Linked DNA regions of Oryzias latipes: region 1 is linked to region 2. Evidence: chromatin contacts called from public Hi-C data. All regions are on one chromosome and are shown on one strand. Each heading gives the region's core, a stretch centred on a gene start, on an enhancer-like site or on the middle of the called end of the contact. The rest is flanking DNA. Distances are from core to core; before and after follow the strand shown. Region 1 overlaps zeb1 (zinc finger E-box-binding homeobox 1). Region 2 overlaps znf438 (zinc finger protein 438).

Evidence for each region. Hi-C and Micro-C count contacts between places; a contact is called where the count stands out from the background.
Region 1: a contact with region 2 is called in a Hi-C map of embryo, with 1.6 times the contacts expected there. The contact joins two enhancer-like sites. A contact is called at or near these places in 2 of 5 Hi-C or Micro-C datasets (both in embryo).

The regions. Positions count from the first base shown.
Region 1 is chr20:7,244,688-7,251,351 of ASM223467v1, reverse strand. zeb1 (zinc finger E-box-binding homeobox 1) reads right to left here. Exons shown (of 8, transcript XM_004080900.4): 8 at 4,185-6,664. Among protein-coding and RNA genes, the nearest start is that of zeb1, 49 kb to the right of the region's middle. Within about 2 kb of position 2,546, at least 1 of the 8 cell types and tissues checked has an H3K27ac peak or open chromatin away from gene starts, as enhancers often do. A contact at or near this core is called in embryo, where this site is marked.
Region 2 is chr20:7,151,382-7,157,741 of ASM223467v1, reverse strand. All of the region lies in intron 1 of znf438 (zinc finger protein 438), which reads left to right. Among protein-coding and RNA genes, the nearest start is that of znf438, 11 kb to the left of the region's middle. Within about 2 kb of position 2,126, at least 1 of the 8 cell types and tissues checked has an H3K27ac peak or open chromatin away from gene starts, as enhancers often do. A contact at or near this core is called in embryo, where this site is marked.

The DNA.
Region 1 (6,664 bases), core at 1,297-3,796, 93 kb before region 2:
GCAACTAAACAAATGCGTTCTTGAAACTGAGACTTTTAACAGACATAAAAAAACCTTGAGAACAGTGTGTCACATAACTGTCAGCAGAGAGCTGTGTCTCAAACCGCAGACCAGTTCTCTGACAGACTGAGTGGAGAATCTGGGGAGACTTTTGAAACCTTTCAGTAACTATATTCATATATATGATGATATATTACCTTTGGCTCATTAAAGAACGAATATGTATCAAATATTTATTTTCACAGATCATTTTCCTACCTGGAAGTAAGACGACTTGATCTCTGAGGCTCCGCCTTTCACTCCTTGTGGGTGCCGCCCATTTTCTGACCTCAACCTAGAGTTGGCCTCAGCAGATTGTTTGTGTCCCGCCCACAAAAACAACCAACCTCCAAACTTTTGAGAAGAGGGGTGTGCATGTTGTGCAGATAAAAGGAACGTTTTTAGTTGATCACCGCTCGCACCACAGAGAAAGTGTGTGAGTGTGTGTGTGTAAGCCTGGGGGCAAATTATATGTTATTAATCAAGAATTTGAAACCATGTGAAATGACTTCTATTTTAGTGGTTTTTCAATTGTGTTCAGCACTTTTTTTTACTACTTTAACGTGTAGCTTTTTTTTTCTAAAATATTTAAGAATTGGTTGTTTTTTTACAACACCACTTCTGGCAAAGAAAACTTTTCAGATTGTCACTGAGCAAAGGAAAACTAAATCTGACAGCAAAAAAACAAAACAAAACAAAAAACAGCCAAACCACGTGGAGAAAAAGACTCCAGGAAATGCGGTCTGCTTTTTGGCTCTTGCTCTTTTAAAATGGACTGTGCTGTGATTTTTTTTTCCAAAATGTGATATTTGTTTAGACTTTAAAGAATTTCAAGGCAGAACCTCCATCAACAGGCTTATCTCTGTGAGCCAAAGCTCGTCCAGAAACACCTCCATCATGCAGATGATGCAACTCTGCAGCACACGGCTTACATAAACGGGTTTTGAAGGGAGCTTAAAAACATCACGAGGGGGCGGTGTGTTTAGATTTGAGTGAAAAACGGTTTGCACATGAAAAACCAGCTATTTCTTACGTATGTTATTTGTGTTATTCCAAACTTTATTTGACTGACGATCGACTCAAATCTATATTTATGGTGCAACTTTTTCTTGGAGGCTAGATTTAAAACTTGGAGCCAAGTCAGTTCTTCTGGTGAACAGCAGGTGGCTTGGTAAATAAAAAGGTGCTCTCTGACCACTCTAATGTGAAATAGGCTTTAATTGTGATTCTCTTTAGCTATTATTTGTTTTCTTTTTAGACAAAAGATATGATGGTTTGATTGACGTGTCATTTTCCAATGATCAGTTTCTACAACATCCTGAGAGAAACTGTGTTCCTTCCACCCAAAATTCATTCACTTCATCAATGGATACATTCTTTAAATTTGTCATTTTTAAATGTCAATTAAAAATTAAAATAAGCTGCATAAAAGTCGCCAGTTACTATGGTAACCAGCTTACAGATGTTCTAAGGAGTCAGGAATAACCAGGAGGAACAGCAGGGTGGCCCTTGTAAAGGGAACAAGAGAACCCATGACATGTTGCTGCCACTAGAGCGGCGCCGTTCCACATCGGCTCCTCCTATTTGACTGATAGCTGGTTCCTCCTTTCATACCTCTTAACTCCTCCGTCCATTTGGAGTTTCTTCCTCGACAGTAAACAACCCTGAAGAGGAGCTCCACTGACAAACACCGGCAGAACATGCAGAAGATCTATAAAATAAGAAAGACTCCACAATAGTGTTTAAAAGCAGGTGCTGCACTGATAGTGATGGCTCCTCAGAAAAGGAGATCCTTGTATGCGTGTGTGTGCGTGTGTGTGAGATGCTGGTTATTTACTGCATAAACAGATTTCCAGTGGTGTGTGTGTGTGTGTGTGTGTAAGCTTCTGCTGGACGGTGTGTTCAAATGCAGCTCTGAAAACAACAACTTGTCACATGAAGTGACAGATTAAGCAGCCTCCTTACATCCCTCACCCACACACACTCTCACACACACACATTGCGTCTGTGTTCTCCTGGTATTTAATGCTCGTCTAAATGAACATGATATTTAAGTGACTGCTATTTCCTGAGTGCTGTTTTTTCCCTCCCTTTTTCTTCTTTTATCCCCGTCCTCCTGGCTTTCCTTTAAATTTCCCTGGGGAGCTCCGGCCCCTTGGGCTTGGCTCGGTGTCAGAGTCCCAGCAGCCACGGTGCTCCATCAGGCTTTTGCCCCATTATTGGCAAAGGCACTCCATATCCTCTTAGCAGTTATAGCTTTTCAATTTTCCTGGGAAATGCTGAGCCCAGCAGAACCTGTGGCAGCGCGTTGGCCTGCAGCGTGGATGGGCCCGTGCAGCAGACGTGCAGCCGCTGACCTCTGCGCGGAGCCGGAACCGCTGTCGCTATTGTTGAAGACGTTTGCTACAATTACGGGATGCTGTTTGACGCAGTCGGATTACAGCGAGAGCGGCCCCATAAAGCATTACTCATCCCCCCTCCACCCAAACTGCCTGCAGGCCTCTGGGGAGCCATTTACTATGATGGCAGCATTGAACCCTCTGACGGATGGCTCCATCTCTGTGCCGCCGCAGCAGTGAAGGCCTCACCTGTCGGTCTCAAAACAAAGGAAAATCTGAGCTTTTGGATCTTTTTCAGCTCCTGCACCAAATATGGATTTTTAGTGAGTTCCATTACTAATTCATGCTGGTGGAGGGGTAAGGCACAGAGGGGTGGGGGTCACCCCCTCCTGGAAACCTGACCTGGATCAATACAGCTGACCTTGGGCTGAGCTGCTCTGCTGTCCTTCAACAGCCCCCACCTCTGCTGAGTACTGAGCTGGAAGTAACTCAATACACAAGTAATGCATTACAGTAAAGGATTACCTTTTTGCAGAAGAAGAATTTAACTGTGTAGCTATTGTTCTACAACAAACCCTTGAGTCAAGTCGCAATATTTAACCCTTGTGCTATCCTAGGCACTTTAACGTTGGGAGTTGGGTCATCTAGACCCCACAAGACAGTGCGCTAAACCTTTTTTCTTCAATGATTTGTGATCTTCACTGGTGTCCATGGATTACATGAAATCTTTCCACCTTTATCCACCTTTGTCATGGTAGGGAGAACACGTCAAGGTAAGGGTGGGGTCATCTAGGATAGCACAAGGGGTAACCAATTGTACGTTTGAAAAATAGACCTTGTAAATTTGAAGAAAAGAAAAAATAATACAATTGTGTGCATTTTAAACTTTAAAGAAATAATAAAACATAAAAAAAAACAAAATGTCAATTTGAAAAATAGAAATGGTAAGTTAAAAAAAACTTTCAAAATCTACTTGGGAAATTCCAAAAAATAAATAAAATTGTAAACTTAAAGGAAATATTGATAAAATTGAAAAAAAACAAAATGTCCTTTTTTAAAAATAGATTTCGTAAATTAAAAACAAATAAAAAACAGTTCTGAACTCCAACGTACACATTGTAAACTTTGAAAAACTAATTGGAAATTAGAAAAAATAAATAAAAGAAATTCAAAGAAATACTGGAACCTTGAATAAAATCACTATAAACCTCAAACTGTTTCCAAATGAAATCTAATATTTGTAACCGCGGCTGTTCTGTAGGATCCTTTTAGTATCATCAGAGGAGGGGATAACACGTCAAAAACAGACACTGTTCCGGAGTGGAAATGATGTTACCAAAACTTCCATCACTTTATGTCAATCACGTCCCGGTAGCAAACGGGGTCAATGCCCCCCCCCCTCCCCCGCATTAATGCTGAACTCCGAAAACACAAAGAAAGAATTGAAACATTTGCTGAGGACTAAACCAAAAATGAAGAAAAACAAAAACTTGAGATGAAATATAAAACAAAAGCTGACATATTTTTTGGTAACAGTATATCGTTTTTTTAAATTCAAGTTTTCAGTATTTTTTTAAATTGAATATATATTTTTCAATATATCTTACAACGTGTATTATCGGGTTTAAACCCGTTCTCAAATTTTTTCTTTTCAAACTTTCTATCAGATTTTTTCGTTCACTTTCAGCTGATCCTGATTTGACTTTGTAGATTTCTTGTTTTTTTCTCCCACAACCAAAAAAAATGTTCTGGACTAAACATCCAAATTTTCACACAGAGTCTCAACATCATCATGACAACGTGAGGCAGCTTGTAATTGATGCATTTTATTGTGAGATGGGAAGTCATAAAAAAAATGAACAAAAACAATTACTATAAAAAAAGTTGAGGGTGTTAAAGGGGGTGGGGCATATAAAAGTGGGCGTGGCATAACGTTGGCACAAATCAAAACAGGAACAGAAGGGCAGCATGGTTTTGGCTTGGCAGAGAGGACAGAGTCACGGGTCATCTTTCAATACGACGGCACACACTCATGCTTTTGGACAGATGGGTCCTTTTCCACAGTTCAGTAGCTTCATATTTAGGGGGGAGGGGCCAGAAAACTAACGTGACAGTAGAGCTTAGGTCACAGGATCAAATTCCTCCGCTTTTCAGGTGAGCTTCTGACTTTTTCCCTGAAGAAAATCGTCTCATTTGTTCGGAAATCACTTCAGAACGCCGGAGTCTGGGAGTCGATTCTTTTTTTTCCTTCATACTAAAATATATTATGGCATTAAAACAGACGACAGTATTGTACACTACGTGGTGTAATAAATAAGCACAAAGAAATATAAAAAATAAGACACATAAATATAAAAGTTCTCTATAAGTACACAGACAAACCCATGTGGTTGAAGGTCAGGGGGGGTTAATACTGCCATGGATGAAAACATTCATTACAAACACGCCGAAACACAAGAGGAGACACTGAAATAATACTGACGGCTAACGCGTGGTTAAATTCCGGGGTCAGATCTGCCCACACTGACGTCTGAGCTTTCCCTGTCAGATAGCTGCGCCGAACAAGCGGAGAAAAGTCGCTTGGAACCCGCTCAACGAAGCACTAGGGGTCAAAGAAGGAACCACAAAGAGCATACCTGACAGAAACCAGATTTTCTAAAAATGCTGCTCATTGACTGTATCAGAGACATGGACTGAGTCACCCTTCCCCTTCTGGCGCTCCAAACAGGAAGTACTTGCTGGCTCCCAGAAGCCAAAATGGCAGAGAAATAAACAGTTTGTAACTCAGTCATTCTGTTGGTCAGAATCACCGTTCTTGCTCTTCAAGCTTTTCTAACATGTGGATGATCCTAATTATTTTTTCAGGACATTTATTAATCAAGTCATAAACTACAATTTAGTATTAGAACCACCATGAAAGAAAAACAAATGAATATAAGAGAATAAATGTGGTAAAAATATGAGTTAAAACACTCAACATTTCATGAGAATAAAGTTGTAAAACTATAAAAAAATAAACATATTGTAACCTTACAAGGAAAAAGGCAAACTTTTTTCCAAAATAAAGTTGAGTAAGCCTCCGTCCACATTACGTGTAGACAAAATCCATCGATGTTTATGCCATAAGGCTGGATGACAGGAATCCATGGGCCGTAAAGCATGCAGACCTCTGCAACTATACTGCAGACGGCGTAAAACGGCGCCGGCACCGGAATTCCACTCCTGGTGGGTCAAGAATCATCTGCTGAAGAAGCCCAGTTTCCTGCAAATTCTTGTCTGTCTTCTTATACTTACAATAAGTCAACGTTGACTCAATTATAGACGCAGTCTTTCCTTTTTTGTGAAACAGTAACGCTTACAATGCAGTCGAAATCTCTCCGACTGGAACACAATATTGCTTTGTTTTGTTGTTGCTATCTTTTTCTTAGTACACAGCCTTTTGTCTCATAAATTTATGACTTTAATCACATGAAGTCTCAATTTATAATTTATGAAATAACTTTCGTTTTGTAAAATTATGACTATTTTTATCATCATTTTACGATGTTATTCTCGTATAATTACAACTTTCTTTCTTATGATACAACTTCATTCTCGTACATTTTTTACTTTTGTTCTCACATATTTGTTGCCCATTCTTTATCGACGTAACGTAATGTGTCTTTTCATTTTTATGGTTGTCATAATAAACTGACCAATCAGATGCCTGATTAAAAGTACGTGATCTAACATCAATTATTCAAAACGTTTAACTGTGTAGCCCGCTTTCCAGTGGAAGGGGTGTGGACTTCTAACCAGCTCACTCCTGATTGGCCAGAGTGGTTGCCATAGAAACATTGACTCAGACCAATCACTGCTTACTGTTGTTGTCTGGCTCCAACATGGCGGTGTCTGCATTGTGAAAAAAATGAATTCACCTCATTTGGCTGGAGCCGGATGTGAGCCCCGGGTGACATCGCACTCACTCAGTCCAGTTCTCGTATACAATCATGATGCTGCTCTGGGTCCTCCTTTTTGCATACAGCTTCACTCCTGTTGGGGTGATGGGCGAGGTTCAGATACAAGGTTCAGGTCTTGCATGTAAGCTTTCCTCACACTCTAAAAAAAAAAACTCAAATATTTGAGCTTTTTGCCACAATCGTTGGGTTAAATCTTCTAGAAACACTGCGGTTTAAAGGTGGCGGGGTGGGGGTGGGGGGTATGTGCCAAACGGGATCAGATTAAACCACAACATGTCAAAGCTCCATGAAGACAGCTCCATTGGATGTAGGAGCTGGGGGGGAGGC
Region 2 (6,360 bases), core at 877-3,376:
GGCTAGACCGCAAAGCTTTCCCTTTATTTTTTTTCCCCTCAAAGGAGCCAGACTTTCTTCTTCTAAAGTGGTTTGAAGTGAAAGTTCTCTGGCCTCTCTTAAAAGTCTTTGAGTGGTTTTCCTGGCGCTCATTTTCTACTCATTTGACCATTTTCAAAAGCATTTTTGTGACTGTTTTGTGCATGTTCATAAATTATTGCTCACTTATGACTTTCTGTTTTTTTAAATCCATAAAACAAAAATTAAGAAAAAGAACTGATGTGAAATCCTCTGACAACACAACGGTAATGATCCTTAAGACCACTTTGAAAGGATAAAAGAAAGAAAGTCGTCACAGAAGAAACGAGTCAATATGAGGGATGCTTCAGATGGTGGCTCATCACTGTTAATAGATTTTAAATGAGATTGTGTGTATAGTTGTGAATCTGTAGCATCTGCAACTTGTTAGCAAAAAATTAGCATTAGAAACTGTTCCTTAAAATACCAAGAAAATGTTTCTGTTTTTAGTCCTTTAGCAGCTTGAGAAGGCTTTTTTTAAACGTCAAAAAATGATGTCAGAGTGTGACAAATGGGTTTCACCTTGGAACTGAACAAAGTGTTTCTAGTTTATTACGGTTTTTAACCTCTTAGAAACCCCCTTTAAGATCAGCCATCCATTTCCCAATCCTGCTGAATCCCCTTTAGGGTCGTAGGGCTGCTGGAGCCTATCCCAGCTACTGTTGGGGGAAGGCTGTCTGTCTGTCTGTCTGTCTGTCTGTCTGTCTGTCTGTCTGTCTGTCAGTCTGTCTGTCTGTCTGTCTGTCTGTCTGTCACAGGGCCACACATTCACACCTACAAAAAAATTAAGCCGCTTATAAAATTATAAAGCATGTTTTTAGACTGTAGGAGGAAACCGGAGTTCCCTGAGAAAGCCCAAGTATGCACAGGGAGAACATGCAAAGACTACACAGAAAGATCCCACTGCGATTCGAACCTGGGTCTTCTAGCTGTGAGGCAAGAGAGGAGAAGGCTCTTTTGGTAACTCATCCAGGGCTTGTTGTCCAGTACAACAGGCCAAACCGTGCCAAAAACACAAGCGGGCTCATTGCTCACTGACCTGACTGCACTTAAAACACTCAGTTTAACTAAAAAATAATGGAATAAATGTTGAAGTTTTGACACTGGGGTAAACAGATGGTTGTTTTTTTGTGCTAATTCTGACCAAACTAAACCTTCAGTGGTCTTTTGAGGAACTCCAGTGTTTGGTTCTTTGCAGTTTGTTTGAAATTTGGAAGGAGGGGGCTTATTTTGAACCCTTGTCTTTACACCGTTCTGTTCTTAGACACATCTCTGCTAGCAGGTCAAGTGTTGCCCAAGAACAGATTAGGAGCAATCACAGCAACCAGGTGAACCGTACTTTGGAGGTAAATGTTCTCTGACACAGAACTAATGAGAAGTTGTGAGTGGGCCATTAGTCTTAAAGTCCTTTTGTTGTGATCACAGGTTGATAGTCAGTCTTCTAACTCATGACCACAACAGAGGACTGTGGCCACACCTCCATTTGTGTTTCCTTTGATGGAGGGATAACTATGAATTGAGCAACTTGTGAGGGAATTTAACATGGGAAATAAACCCAGGATCACAGAGGAAATGCCTTAAAGGGGGGTGACGATATGCAAATGAGGTGCACAAATATGCCTTTATACCACAATTATTGATCGAATTATTCGAATTATGCAGATTTTTGGAATCTAAATCGGTCAAGGTGACCGATTTGATGCTGGGGTACTGAGGAATGACATTCCAACTTTTATTTTGGAAAACAAATGACTTTGAATTGGGTAAATGTAAGTCCCATTGAGCTGTCAGCTCTCCTCAGTCAGTCGTTTGTGCTGCGTCATTGTTTTAAAGCTGAGCGCTCGCGGGTGGCTTCATCTGGAAAGTTACCTTCAGTGTTTGTTTCAAACATCATCTTTGCTCATTTGGAAATCTTTTGGGCCCACACATTTTCCTTTTAAAGACTGTATTGCAAACTCAGATCAGGTTCCTAGATGAGTCATCGCGAGGAATCCCCCTAAGACAGATGAGTTTCTCTGCCGCGGCCTCCTTCGTCACACAGCTCACTTTTGGAAACGTCTGGCGCTGTGCGTGTGCAACGCTGTCATCTTAAAAGATGGTCTGTCCTCAGAACACAAGTGCAAGGCCGACATGTGAACCCTGCTGCCAGGGTAAACAGCCGTCAGTGCGTCGGGAGCGTTTGGTGTTTGCCGGCAAACAGTCCCAGTGTGGTTTCACATGTGGCTGGATGTGGAGGATGGTAACAGGCAGAAGAAACTGAGATGCTTGTCTGACATTTCCTCTCAGTCATAACTCGGATCGCGTTGCATCAACACACCAGATTTTTGGGACTGAGGCGCCACTCATTGCCAGAGCTTTGAAGTAGCAGTCAACGTTGTGGAAAACACACACTGAGTGTTCCCAAACCTTATGAAATTTTTCATGAGAGACGTGATAATGCAGCCAAATGTTGAGCCGGGCGTTCTGCAGGAAGTGGCGAGCAGGTTGGGCTCTGACGCTGCTAATGACTCGATTTTTCTGTGTAAAATCCCGCTGTAAACCTTGGCCTACTTTTCCAGGGATGTGGGTGCTACATAAATGAAGTCATTTTCAATCTCTGGCTAATTAAGCCCCAGATTCTGAGAAAGAATTCTCCTGTTTTGAGGAAAACCTAAAAGTTCTGCTGAAAAATGAGGAAGTCCTCCAACTGTTTTTTTGTTTTTTTGAGCTACACCTGAATGTGTTTCGTCAGTAAAGTGCTGCTCACTGTAGTCAGGAGTGGCGAGTTGAAGAACAAGGAAAGTGCATCTCTAGCTTTAATAATAAATGGGGAACATCTTGCGGATGGAAACGGGAGGATGTGGTCCAGTAATAGTCGGCTGAACGGCTCTTTCTCTGTTAAATTGTTGGTCTTGCTCGACTCTTGTTTCCAAGAAAAGTTAATGAAAATTACATGTGAGACCTAATGACTGACTTTTACAAGACCTGTTGGCTGCAGGCATGTTATTATATTAGGCTGCTCCTCTGAGCATTAGCATATTTCCTGGAAGCGCTCCACCTCGAATGAAGCATTTTGTTCTGCGTGTGGTTGAAGGTGTCGCTGTGGGGCGACATCTCGAGAGGCCTGATGAGAGTTGAAGCTGGACGATGACAGGCCACTGAACTTCAAATCTGCAATCAGCAGTCCGCTAACAAAACTTGAAACTCCTCAAAATAGAGTTTCTCTGTAGGCTATTCCATATCTGGTATTGCCACCAATGTGCTCTTAAGCAAGAGTGGTCCTTTTAGCAATGACAAACTTAGTCGAACTCAACAAATTCAGGGAAGTCTCCCCGGGTTTTTCTGTAAAACACCAAGCACATACTTTAAATAAACTGAAATAAATAGGTTTGTTCCATTTTTGTCATGAAGAAGTGGTTTAGTGGGTTATTCTAATAAGTTATTGGTATCACTGGGTTCTCCCAAGATTCTTTTATTAGACAGAAACTTAAAAAAGGGTTTGTGAGGAATCTAATATGAGCTGTTTTGTTTTTAGATGTACTCTCATCTTGCATGTTCTTAAATCTTAAATCTTTAATGTATGGTTTAGGCAGCATTGGTAATACAATTGTTAACTGTAAAGCTTTTGGTTTCTAGTTGGAGAAAATGTTTAGTCCCTGTTTTTAAGGCAAGAAAAACTCATTTTATTGTGGAGAAACCCAACCATTGTATTGCTCCTTTCTAATTTTGATGCATTAAAAACACAATTCCTTACCAAATCTTCTTCAAAGTATAAAAAATATGTATTTTTTGGGGCTGTGGTGCAAAGGGAGAGAGGTCCCTGTGATCCTCTGATCGGTGGATCGCAAGTCTTCTTTGGGACAGATCATTGAGTGTATGAGAACTGCACCGAGTGAGTGTGACGTCACCCATTGAAAAGGATTCGCTTTCGGCTCCAACCAAATAACGTCAATTCAGGCGCCATTTTTACGCGGTACAGACGACGCTATGTCGGAGTCAGACATTGTCAGGAAGCTGCAATTGTTCCCCTGTTGGCCTGAGTCATCATTTTTATGGCAAGTTTACTCACCAATCAGGAGTGAGCTTGTTGGAAATCCACACCCCTACCACTTGAAAGCGGAAACTGTCAGTCAGTCAGTCAGTCAGTCAGTCAGTCAGTCAGTCAGTCAGTCAGTCAGTCAGTCAGTCAGTCAGTCAGTCAGTCAGTCAGTCAGTCAGTCAGTCAGTCAGTCAGTCAGTCAGTCAGTCAGTCAGTCAGTCAGTCAAATGTGTACTTTTATAAAGGCATCTGATTGGTCAGTTTATAATTTGAATAACTTTTAGGTAGCAGAAGAAGAATGGTTATTCTGACAGCTATAATGACTGAATAATACAGGTAGCTGTTTATTTCTCTATGGCTGTCTGAATTCCTACACTACTCACTACATAGTTATAACTATAAATAAAGGATGTTCGCCATTTTGAAGTGTTTCCGAATCTATGGCTGTGTCCGAATTGCTGCCCGAATCCCTAACTTATAAAAAAACAATATAATGCAGGACTATTTCATGCCCTGGAATTTTTAAATACAATTCGGACACCATGCTCACTACTATTTTCTTTTTTTCTTTTTTTAATGCCAAATATGACATCATCGAATTCCCAATGCTAAAATCTAACTAATATGAACGTTTTCTGAAAATCATTTATGAATCCACTGTCTTCTGAAGAGAAAAACGTTAATATTTTCTTTAAAAAAATACACTTAAATACATTTTTCTTTGCCAAAATTGTTCAAACGCAGTGTATTGTGGTTTATATTTGCCAGTCTAGTGAGCATCAACGCACACTAGGTTTTTGCAGAGACTTCTGGGAAATTTCAAGGGCAATAGATTTTGGAATTGTAGATTCAGACTGCAGAACAAAATGATGAACGCACTATATAATGCACTAAGTAGTGACTAGTGAAGGAATTCGGACACAACGTACAATTACAAAATCCAGTGCTGTAGAAATTTCCCAGAAGTCTCTGCGAAAACCCAGTGTGCATCAATGCTGACTAGACTGGCGAAATTAGACCACAATGCATTGCGTTCAAACAATTTTTAAAAAAGTACTATTTAAATATATTTTTGATAAAACAATGATCTTATTTCATTTCAAGAAATTGATCAGGTCTTATTCGCCAATTAAAAAAAAAAGTAGTGAGCATGGTGTCCAAATTACTTTCATAATCCAAGGCACTACATAGTTTTTCAGTAGTTAGGGATTAGGGTGGGAGTTCGGACACAGACTTTGGGATTTTGGCTTCTTTGATGCAGCAGGTACTGTTGGAACACGGGGGGGGGGTCACTCAGTCCAGTTCTGACATGCAACCCTTCGTCGCCTCCTGATGGTTATAGGTTGTGGCCAATTGAGGCAGTGGAGCTGCCATCAGTGTGTGAATGTGTGTGTGTGTTTGTGTGTGTGGGTAAACGGGCTGGGAAAGCGCCTTAAAGCAAAGTGTGTCACATGTAATCATTGTTTGTCATTGTTTTACTATCACAGACAGTTACAGATTATTGTTACTGTAAGAATTTTACAAATCTTTAAATTAGTGAAAAATAAGAACTAAAGAAGTACTTAATTTTTTTTTAAATCTTTATTTTCTGGGGCTACACAGCAAACTCCACACTTTCTGTGTGGAGTTTGTATGTTCTCCTTGTGCATGCGTTGGTTTTCTCCGTGGACTCCGGATTCCACCCACTGTTCAAAAACATGCTTCATAGGTTAATTGGTTACTCTAAATTTGCCCCTAGGTGTGAATGGGTGTGTGACTGTTGCCTTTTGACAGACTGGCGACCCGTCCAGGATGTCCCCTGCCTTCCCCCACAAGTGGCCGGGATAGGCTCCAGCAGCCCCGTGACCCCGGAAGAGACAGAACGGCTTCGAAGATGAATGAAAATTGAATTATTTTTCTGATTAAGTGCTTTTGTTTGAAAACCTTTAGTTACGTGCTTCTGTATGTTTCACAGTAAACTGTAAACATGAGAAAAACCAAGTCGTCACTTGATTATACTGTTTGAGATGAATATATACATCTGAATCCCAAACCCATATCTTTCCTCTGTGGCCCCTCCCACTTCAGCATTGCTCATGCAAGATTTGTTGCTGAATGACGTTCACTTTCATCCCCAGCTATTTGGCTTCTTAAATGTGATGTCACCCCTCCCTCCCTTCATTTCTCTGCCTCTCATCTGGCCGCACACGTTCGTCTCTCCTCATCCCACAGCTGTGATTGAGGCGTCAGGGCTGCTCCCGCTCCCGCCCGTCCCTGGATCAACGTACCCTGCCATTACTCAGTCG